2 separate regions of the Anas platyrhynchos genome follow, and region 2 is linked to region 1. The links are chromatin contacts, called in public Hi-C maps. All regions are on one chromosome and are shown on one strand. The core of a region is the stretch at or near the end of the contact, and the rest is flanking DNA. Distances in the headings are between cores, read along the strand shown. Region 1 has its middle 79 kb from the start of TRNAM-CAU. Region 2 has its middle 30 kb from the start of TRNAM-CAU.

The links. Hi-C and Micro-C count contacts between places; a contact is called where the count stands out from the background.
Region 2: a Hi-C map of subcutaneous adipose tissue shows a contact between it and region 1, with 2.3 times the contacts expected there. The contact joins two enhancer-like sites. A contact is called at or near these places in 3 of 8 Hi-C or Micro-C datasets (liver, small yellow follicle and subcutaneous adipose tissue).

What each region holds. Positions count from the first base shown.
Region 1 is chr3:41,763,666-41,769,047 of IASCAAS_PekinDuck_T2T, forward strand. No RefSeq gene overlaps it. Among named protein-coding and RNA genes, the nearest start is that of TRNAM-CAU, 79 kb to the right of the region's middle. Within about 2 kb of position 3,301, at least 1 of the 8 cell types and tissues checked has an H3K27ac peak or open chromatin away from gene starts, as enhancers often do. A contact at or near this core is called in subcutaneous adipose tissue, where this site is marked.
Region 2 is chr3:41,872,404-41,877,418 of IASCAAS_PekinDuck_T2T, forward strand. No RefSeq gene overlaps it. Among named protein-coding and RNA genes, the nearest start is that of TRNAM-CAU, 30 kb to the left of the region's middle. Within about 2 kb of position 1,743, at least 2 of the 8 cell types and tissues checked have an H3K27ac peak or open chromatin away from gene starts, as enhancers often do. A contact at or near this core is called in subcutaneous adipose tissue, where this site is marked.

The DNA of each region.
Region 1 (5,382 bases), core at 2,051-4,550:
TCTTCAATTAAGATTTTGCTGTCATAACTGAAACAGTTATTTCTATTGAAGCTTTAAGAAATTTAATGTTCTAATTGCCAATAGACCTCCCATTGTGGTGATCAAATGGTAGAATATATTAACACATAGGTACTTTATTAAAACCAAAAGTAACACTGGCAAACTTCTATATATCACTTACCAACAGCACCTATTGTTCCTGAAAGCTAAAGCACATTTGGTATTAAATGTTTCTTATTTGTAAATTACGTTTAGTTTGTCTAGACTTTCAGCTTCTGTCTAATAAGTGGGAAATACAGAGTTTTAGCAAGCATAGGAAGAGGTTGAGAAGGAGTAATAGTATTCTACATTTGAAATTCACTATTGCTTGTAAATTATTGTTTTAGGGCCTTCTCTGAGCCTTTTTCCTGATAAAACTTACGTCATGTTCAAACTTACTACATATTTTTACCGACATATATATATATATATTCATATCATAAATATTTTATAAACACTATATGTTCATATCATAAATATAAACATATAGAAATATTTTTATGATATAAATCATATCTTGGCCGTAATCAGAGCATTTCTATTGTATCTCTATTATGAGGTTGTCACTTCATATGGGGCACCAGCTCAGGTTTTCAAATGTGGATATCTAACTTTGAGCACTTTTTTAATGGACATAATCATCCACTTAAAAAAAAAAAAAAGTGTAATATCTACTCGAAGCCAATAAACTAGATCAGCTAAGGACTAGATCAGCTAAGGGCTAAGGCAGAGATCTGTTTATAGTGCTAGTAATAGACAATATAGCATTACATCCAGGTATCTTTCCCTCTTATTCCCTCCTCCACCAACCATTGAATACCTATGTGTACTTATTTGCAGATGGATAAACTAGAAAACTAGAAATAACTGCTGTAAATGGTGCAAGCTTTTTTTTTTTTTTTTTTTTTTTTTTTTTTAAATACGGTAAAAGGAGTGCATACAAGCCTGGAAGATGATTTCATAAGAAACGTTTGTCTCATTCCTAGGGCTGGCTTAAAGGAGTTAAACAGCTTCATACTTGCCTTTGAGATTATTGCCAAATTTAGTTCTAAGCATAAACAGAGAAATTTGATAAAAGCACTCTAGATGAAGGAACAGAATTGCATGCAGACTCTGATGTACTTATGGCTATAAAATACAATATTTCTTCCATAGAGACAACCTCCGGAGTATCTGCTCTATTGCTTTAAACTACAAGATACCAGAAAATGTAGAGGTGCAGAATGGGACTGATGGATTGAGACTACCTTGAATTTGCCAAACCTCAAAAGAAGTTCTCTTAAATTCAGTTGCAGGTCTGGCTACATCTTGCTTCTTCTCCTCTAATACAGACAGAACTGTAGGATAAGAAAAGTCTTTGTGGTCTGGCAAGCAGCCCTAATTTCATGAGCGTTTCTCAATACCTAAAACTATAATAGCTGAAAACTTAATTTCAATTTTTATTGAAGTAGTCATAAGAAACCTTTCTTAAAGTGACATTTTTCATTTATGTGTAGATCCAGGCAAACTGCTTTCACATTAAGATTTACTTTCATTCAGCTGACAAAAAAAAAAGATATATTTCAATGAATTCACATAGAGTATATTTACACCCACACTCAGTACACAATGGCCAAATTTGTGTTCCCAGCAGAATTCTGTGTTTATTTCCTAGACTGCATTTTGAGTAAAAATTAACAATATATGTTCACCCAAAAATCAACAGCCACTTTTATAAATAAATAAATAAATATTTACTTCAGAAGCTTTCTGTGAATAGCCTGTATTTTCTTGTGAGACTACACACACTGCATGCAACAGTTCTGAAATTCTGAACTGAAAATGGCTTAGGAGGTCATGAGCAATGTTGGCAAGCAAGACCTCTGTAAGGAGTCTCAAGCTAAGAAATCAAAGATGACAGCTAAAACACATATTTCAGGAAACAGTGTGCAAAGAAGCAAAAAATAATCAAAACAAGAAAAAATCACATTTCACTAAATCACTTAGTAGTTTCTTGAACCACCTAGAAAAGTTTGAAGCCAATCATCAGACTTCTAGTGCCTCATAATATAGCCAGAAAAATAGTAACAGTTCTTGGAGAATTACGAGCTGCAATTAGAAGGAAAACCAGTAAAAATATTTAAGATTGAAATATAAGAAGCTAAGATTATAGAGTCATAGAATCATTCAGGTTGGAAAAGACCTCTAAGATCATCTAGTCTAACCTCTAACCTGGTACTGAAGTCCACCACCAAAACGTGCTGCTGAGTTCTAAATCTACCTGTTTCTTGAAGACCTCCAGGGATGGTGACTCAACCACTTCCCTGTGCAGCCCATTCCTACACCAAACAACCCTTTCAGTAATTAAGTTTCTCCTAATATCCAACCTGAACCTCCCCTGGTACAACTTGAGTTCATTTCCACTCATCTTATCACTTGGTGCTTGCATCTTATCACTTGGATCCCACTTACCACCTCACTAAAGATCATAGAATCATAGAATTTAGGTTGGAAAAGACCTCCAAGACCATCTGGTCCAACCATCACCCACTAAACCATGTCCCTAAGCACCATATCCAACCTTTTCTTGAACACCCCCAGGGACAGTGACTCCGCCACCTTCCTGGGCAACCCCTTTCCAATGCCTAACTACTCCTTCTGAGATATCCTAATGCAATGAAGATTTTTATCAGTCTTAGACAAAGTCTAAATTACACAGAGCAATGATGCATTTTACATCAACCAAAATGAAGACTAATAGAACTTATCTAAGAAACCATATTGGTACAAATATTACAGCAACATGAAAAAACACGCACTATTATACTTCCCAGTAATACACGACCATGACTCCTAGTCTCTCAGTAACATAGATCAAAATAAAGGGACACTCAGTAGAAACGAAATGCTGAAATAAATTGGTGAGATACTTTCAGATAAGACTTTTACGATATTCTGCATGATTTGATTTTAATGTTGATTTGCATTATCCTGGGTCTTTTGTCAAGGACTATAAGTATGTACTCTGAAGAGGGATGACTACATGAAGCACACCTCTCTCACTCTCTCTGCTTGGCAAAAAAGGATATTAGAAAAAGCTGCATCATTTATCTACAGGGGAATTAATGATTTTTCCTGGTATTGGAGGCAAGAAAGGAGAAGAAACTCTCTAAAGACAGTGCTGTAAGTATAGTAAAGGGTTTATAAAACACTGTGCCCTAGACTTGAGAAGTCAAGGCACCCTTCCAGTCCTATATCCCCAGTTGCTACGAAATATTCCTTTGCAAAAATAAAAAAGCATTGTGCAGAAACATGTGAGACTATGAAGCTGCTAAGGGACCTGGAGAGATTTGGTTCCAATGTTTGAATTAGGTAATCCAGAACTAACTTTGAAAACATTTATCATGATTGTGCAATCTATCACATGAATCTTAACTCAGCATACAATTACCTACAACAAAAGCTTGTAAAAAGAAAAAGAAGAGGAAAAAGAAAAAACCTTGACACTTCCCCACAAAACAATATCTTCATTCACAAATAAATGGTAGGGACAAAAATAAAAAGCCAGATTTTCTATTACAGCTAATATCACAGAAACACTTCATACCGCATATGCACACTCAATGTAAATCGAGAGATCATGAATCTTAACACAATATATCATCTGCCTGCTTTGCATAGAAGCCTAATTGCCTCTCCCCAGCAGCTTGGCTTAACCAATGATATTGAACAGGAAAAATCCTTTTGGCATAGGTGTGCATGTATCCCTGCTGAGTTAGCAAGGAAACCCCACAGTACAGCATGTTCAGGTGCCTAGGGTATTTCACAGGAAAGAAAACAAAAACAAAACAAAACAAATGGAGGAAGGAAAAAACTGTCTATTTTAAAGCAAACCTTTTAATCTTAAAGGCTGTTAGCTATGAAATCAAAATGATATTGTTTTGTTCTGTGTGAAACTGTCCCAGTGAAAGAGACTGTGAAATGGATAGCAATCTGAGGTGCAATTTTCCATTGCATATGTTTTTCAAAGATAAACATCTGATCAGAACAGTTTGCTGTTAGTAAGTGAAAATAAGAACCAGAACTAATACTGTAACTGCCAGCAGCTTCCAGATCATTAACTATTGTTTATTTCTCCTCATGTTCAGACATCAGACTGGAGTGATGGAAGATATAGTCATTAATTTGGGAGTCATTTCAAGATGTTCCCATAAACACTGAATCAGAATACTGGCAAGCTGCCTAAGAAAATTTGGTGCCAAGAACTTTTTTTTTTTTTTTTTTTTAGAATAGCGATTTTTATTGTTGGTATTATTTTCTGCTTTCTAGTCCCTTCAATAGACCAACTATGGATAGATCATCACAGAGTTTAGACAGGAACTGACTTCTTATACTTGGTTCTGTAGCTACAGATTTTTTTTTTTTTTTTTTTGCCTTTCTCACAACAAAACCTTTCAGAATGTTTCATCATAAAATATTAATTATTCTGCTCCTGACCTCTCTCAGCCAAAGGGAAAATTTGTTTTTCCCTAACAGAAGCTTATTAAAATGACAGGTGAGCTGTCAATAAATAAATAAATAAATAAATAAATAAATAAATAAATAAAAATAAATACAATAATCTCCAAGCTTTCATAGAAAGAATGTCTGTCCTTACTGGCAAACTCATGTTTATACAGTCCATACCATTTCTTAAAAAATAATTAAAAAGGAAAAAAAAAAGTATGTATATGTGTATACATATATGTGTGTGTGTGTATATATGACCTGTTCATGCTTTGAAAATGGACAACAGTGAAAGGGAAAAGCTACCACTAGGAATAGCAGTAAGAAACTAATGTAAACAACATATTAAGTATGAAATACTTAAAGGAAATGTTTAAAAGATACAGAATCCATCTTTTTACTTATGGGCCAGTTCTTCTTGACAAGCCCATAGTAAATGATGAACAACTACCTACAAAATGAAACCATTTCACACTTCCTGAGATTCTGAATCCTTGACCAAACTACTATGTTACATTTTTATTATGTTGCATTATTAGTAGTTGCATGGTGCATGGAAGTATCAGAAAACAAATAATTTATTCTGAATCTTACCATAGTTGCATGATGGCTACACTTAGTGCATCTAGAAGCTATTGCTAGTTAACAGACATGATGGCAAGTAAAAATATACATTAGAAACAACTTGTAGACTTTCTAAAAGAACCAAAAATTGTATGAAATAACTGAAACTTATAAGCTTACATAATAATATAATGACATCACTGATTACTTCAACTACCGTGCATCTCTGCCAATGTTAACATATTCTTATACAAGATCTTCATGTATAGCTAGAAGAGGAAAAAAATGAAATAG
Region 2 (5,015 bases), core at 493-2,992, 110 kb after region 1:
TGGTGAACTGACAAGGCTGCATGACTTACAGCAAGCTGTCTGCCATCTGCCTGTTATTAATCATTTTAGTATGCAGACTTGGAATAAAGCAAGGCTATTGCAAACTACAGTCAACTCCCTTGATTTTTTTGCTGAGTAATACAGCAAGGCACTCTTAGTTAGAGAGAACGAGCTTGGTGTTTGAAAACAAAGCCTAAAGCCAAGGGAACAAGAACAAGTCCATCTGACCAGTTTCTAGTCCAGTTAGTACAGAATGATTATCTTCACAAGTGTTCTTTAAAAATGTTGTTCGTCTGACCAGCTGTTTAATCAGTCACATCCTTCATCCATTTCAGACTTAAAATCACACGCGATAGGTAAAAAGTTGTCATACAAGTACAGAGGATATTACCTCCAAGTTCATGATACTATCCTGACCCCTGTATTTGGAGAGGACATTTATGGTCCTGGAGTGGAGATTTTAAGATTCTTGGTTGTTCAGAAAGTTTTTAAGGCTCAGTTCACACAGACAACCTATACTCAAGAACATCTTCCCCCCAAATTCAAGAAATATCCACTAAATAAAACCCTATTAAAAAAAATAAAATAATATTTCAGTCTTCCGAGGATTTAGCTTCTGATATTTGAATGCCTAGACTAGTACTGGCCAGGCAGATTTTGCAGGACTGGGGTTAGATGAAAAAAAACAAAAACATTGTCTCTGCTACAAATGTCAGCTAAAATAATGAAAAAACAGACAGACATATAGATACCCAAACCTTAACACACCATCACACAAGACCAAGGCCCTGATTTACGCCCCCCAAAATATCAAACTTCAAATCATATAAGGTAATAATATGAAACATGAGGAAGCAAAGGACAATGGATGGTTTGTGCTTTAAACAGAAGTATTTCAAAGTGCTTCAGTATGACTGACCTTTCTCAACATTAAGTACACTGTCTCATCACTTGCTCAGGACACAAGGGCCTTCCACAGCTACATCCTTGGCAAGAAGATTTTGGGGCAGCTGGGAATGAGTGAGAGGTTTGCTGTGTGACAGAGTCCACAAGCTTCAACACTTGTGGGGCCAGCACAAAGCCACAATCATACAGACACAGCAGCCTGGTCCTCTTGAAGCTAGCCAAGGTCTCAAGGACAGCTGAGTAGTGAGAAGCCAACCTCTCTGAGAGGTTGGTTTTGGAGACAAACTATCATGGAACGTGAAATGGGGCAGAAATACTGCTTTCAGTGTTGAGAGGGTTTGTGCTCTACAACACCTTGTAATGAAAGGCATGGGGCACTGATGGGAAGCACCTGATCTTAAAAAGCCAACATCAGCAACCTGGGACACAGGCTTTGGAGCCACTCCCCCAAACCCAAATTAAAAGTAGCAGTTTTCATTTCTACATGGTACACTTCAAATGCTGTTAGCAGACAGAGCTAGAGGCTTTAAACCTGGCTGCCAACTTGTATGAAAGGTTTCCTGGTTGTCCAAGAATACACAGCTTTTTTTTTTTTTTTTTTTTTTTTTTTACTAACAGCTCAGGAACGTTAAAAACATGCATCTCAGATACAACTGACATGGTTGCGTAATCAAAGGCCACTTAAAATTAGATATTAAGTTTGTTTTTCTGAATCTTGCTTCATCCAATCTATTTCATTATCATTTATTTTCCTGTTGACAGTTGAGGTCAGTGCAAGAGCAGTAAGTCATATCTCACACTTGAGGAGTTTATGCAATAGCTGGCAGCCAGACAATACTTCTGACATCTGGGAACTAATTTGCAAGAAAAGCTGGTGAAATGAGGCCATCCTGAGTTATAAACACAAGTCTAATGATATCTTCCAGCTTTGCAGATCACTTTTTATAGAGTGGAAACTATGCATTTGTGTGTATAGCTTCAATTGTCATTACAAAGCCTTTCCTATACACAGCTCTTGCTTAATCAATGAAACAAACCATCGGTTCACAAGAACCTCTAACACTTGAACAAGTTGTAATACTGAAGAGTTGCTTAAAAAACAGCGGATAATGAAAACTCAATTGCATACACACAGAAACAAACCATGGAGATATTCAGGCTTTGAATAACACCAGAACTCTGCATATTTCTGAATTCCTAGAAACCAGAAGCCGAGCTGAATAGTTGTTCTGTTTTAGCAGCAGATATTTACGTACAGCCATTCAGCAACTGTCAAGATTTCTGTTCTTTTGTGTAAAGCATCTTATTCATCACAGCCGATGTTTGCCCAGTTTCCCGCTATACCTTGAAGTGTTACGAGCTATCTATACACCACAAGGTAACCTGTGAAAGCATAATATTGACTAGATCCCTGTTTTCCATCTGTTATTCATTTCTAAAACAAAGAGATGATGTTCCTGCAGAGTTCTTATCTTTCTTCATTCATCACAGCTGAGGCTTTTCCTCAGGTTCCCCATATCCTTTTTGTCCTTGATTGTGAAGCTAATTAATAGAATATCACAAAGTTTTTATTGCAAAAACAAATAATAGCTTTATTTGCTAAAGCAGTTCTGCTGAAACTGATGTGAAACCAAGTGTCACAGAAGCCTTCATACACAGCTCAGGACAAATTCCCCAAGTGCAGTTTCAGGGAGGCATGGCAATTTTGGCCTGGTAAAACTGCAGCAGGAGCAGACTATCAGTTTGGAGCAGGCTGCATTATTCTGTACATTTTTCATGTGTTTCTACTTCAGTTTATTTTGATTCTTTGGACCACAGGTCCTCACTGCACATGCAATCGGAAGCTGCATGAAGTAGGACTTCCCAACAAGCCTTTTCTGTCTACTTTGCAGAAACCTCAGCAGACCACTCTAGCAAGCATCATGCTGCCTTGGCAGCTGTCTCACACAAGTGAGAGCAGCACACTACCACTTCCCCACATGGAAGCAAACCATATCTCTGCTCCTACTTACTCAGAAGTGACAGCAACTCACACATCGTGTCAAGCAGTGTCACCACACTGAACCTCACTCCAATGCTGAGCTTACTCATCAGCCATGCAAAAGAAAAACATAAGAGGAGTACCCGTAATGTGCCTAACTTGCCACTTTATAATCCTTCAGATTGAGAACAGGCATCCTTGGATGTCCATGTGCTCTATTCAGGATTATTTTTCCAGAAAGGGCATCTAGGAACAGAACTGAGCTTGTCGTCTCCTCCCATCTCTCCCACACTACAGCTCTGCAGCCCTAAGTATAGATGTCCAGTGGTCCAGCAGGCTTGTCCAGACTTGGTTCAAGATCTTCATACCAAGGGCACAGCTGTTGAACAGTCTCCAGTTTGGGGTCTTCAAGAAGATACTATTCATCAACTTGAATTTTATGTACACCATTTCCTTACCCCAGAACAGCAAGGAGGTTACCAGACTCCTGATACTGCTGCAACACTACTCTACTAGCAGAGCTGCCCCAGCCCCTTAAGGCTGGAGGTGATGAGCAGCGTGGTTTCCACAGTGTCCTTTAACCATTTCATAGAATCCTTCCAACCCAGTCCATAGGTTTATGTTGAGAAGAGACCTTAAAAATCATCTACTTTCAGCCCCCCTGCCATGGGCAGGGGCAGCTATTTCAGTTCTCTGGCATATTTTTTAAGTTAAAAGACCGGCAGAGCTGGCCAGGTAGTTGGTCTGTTCTGCTATCTCGGGTAATGAGAACAATGTAATACCTACATAGTCCTTAAACCATACCAGAAAGCACAGGTTATTCTCTATACTATATATCACAGAACAGCAAAACCTTAAGAAATGCATGTTTGTGCTATGCGTGCACCACATTTACTCATAACTTGTTTACTTTGAATCATTCGTAATTTCTGAAGCAAGATGCTATCCAGCAGATGCAGACATCAGCATTGTCCATATGACAGTCTGAAGAAAAGGTTCCATCTTAACAATAATCCTTTTCCAACTTAGATGATTCTGTGAATGCTGTGCTGCTCATAGAGCTCTAAGTGTTCCTCCGCCTTCTAACCTTTTCTATGCAACCACATACTGACATCCCTTAATGAAAGTGTTATTTGTTCAGCCTCCCATCCCCATAATGAATTTCAATTTGTTCAAAAAAAAAAAGTGAACAAAAGCATGGTACCCTTCCACAGCAATTGAATATATTTTTCTTTTAAACAGTACTGCAGTACTGTACAGACAAAACTCAAGGGGAAGCTCATGATCTGAAAATTTTTTCTAGAAGAGTTATGATGTTAACCAGCAAAATATTTAGAAATATGAAATTCCAAGAATTATGACATCTGGCCTACTTAATCTGAGCAGTATACTAGTTACAGGCTATGTCTGGATTATGAAATTGCTTTTAAATACATATATTTTAAAATTTTGTTTAAAAAGGAAACAATTTGCTTTCAAGGTATCTCTTGATATTCCTGTGGTGGGCAGGGGAGCACACTGAGCATAGACTAGCAATTTCCTTCCAGATCTTAAAACCAAAAAAAAAGCATTTTTTTTCCTGTAGAAAATGAAAAGAAAATTAACCACCCCAAATCTTACTGCTGTTTTACTCTACTGGGTAATTACACTCCCTAACAAGAACAGGCAACAGCTTTTCCAGATCAACTTGATCAATCCGGCTGCATTCACTTTTTAATTAGTTTCAGTTGTGTTTAGACTTTCATTATGCCAAGAGGATCTTTTTGTTCCTGTTTTGCTTGTCTTTTGTATGGGAGTTTCCTGGCAATCATTTGTTTCTCTCATTATTATAAGAGTTTAGTCATCTTAGATACCTTTGCTACCACAAAGTCATCTCTTTGCTGTGCTTACTGAATTTTAAAATCAGTTCCTTATTCTCTAAATGTAAAATGTCCTGCTTCCACACAGACAAAGCCTATTAATGCACTCACAATAGTGAAAATGGGCTTTTTCCAAGGCAACTATGAAGTACTGATTAGTAAGCTCTCATTATTAGAGTACAGTATTAACTTTTGTTGTATTGTAAAACCAAACCTCACCCTCCTCCTGTATAAATGTACATTAGTCTTCAGATTCCAAATACGTTTGA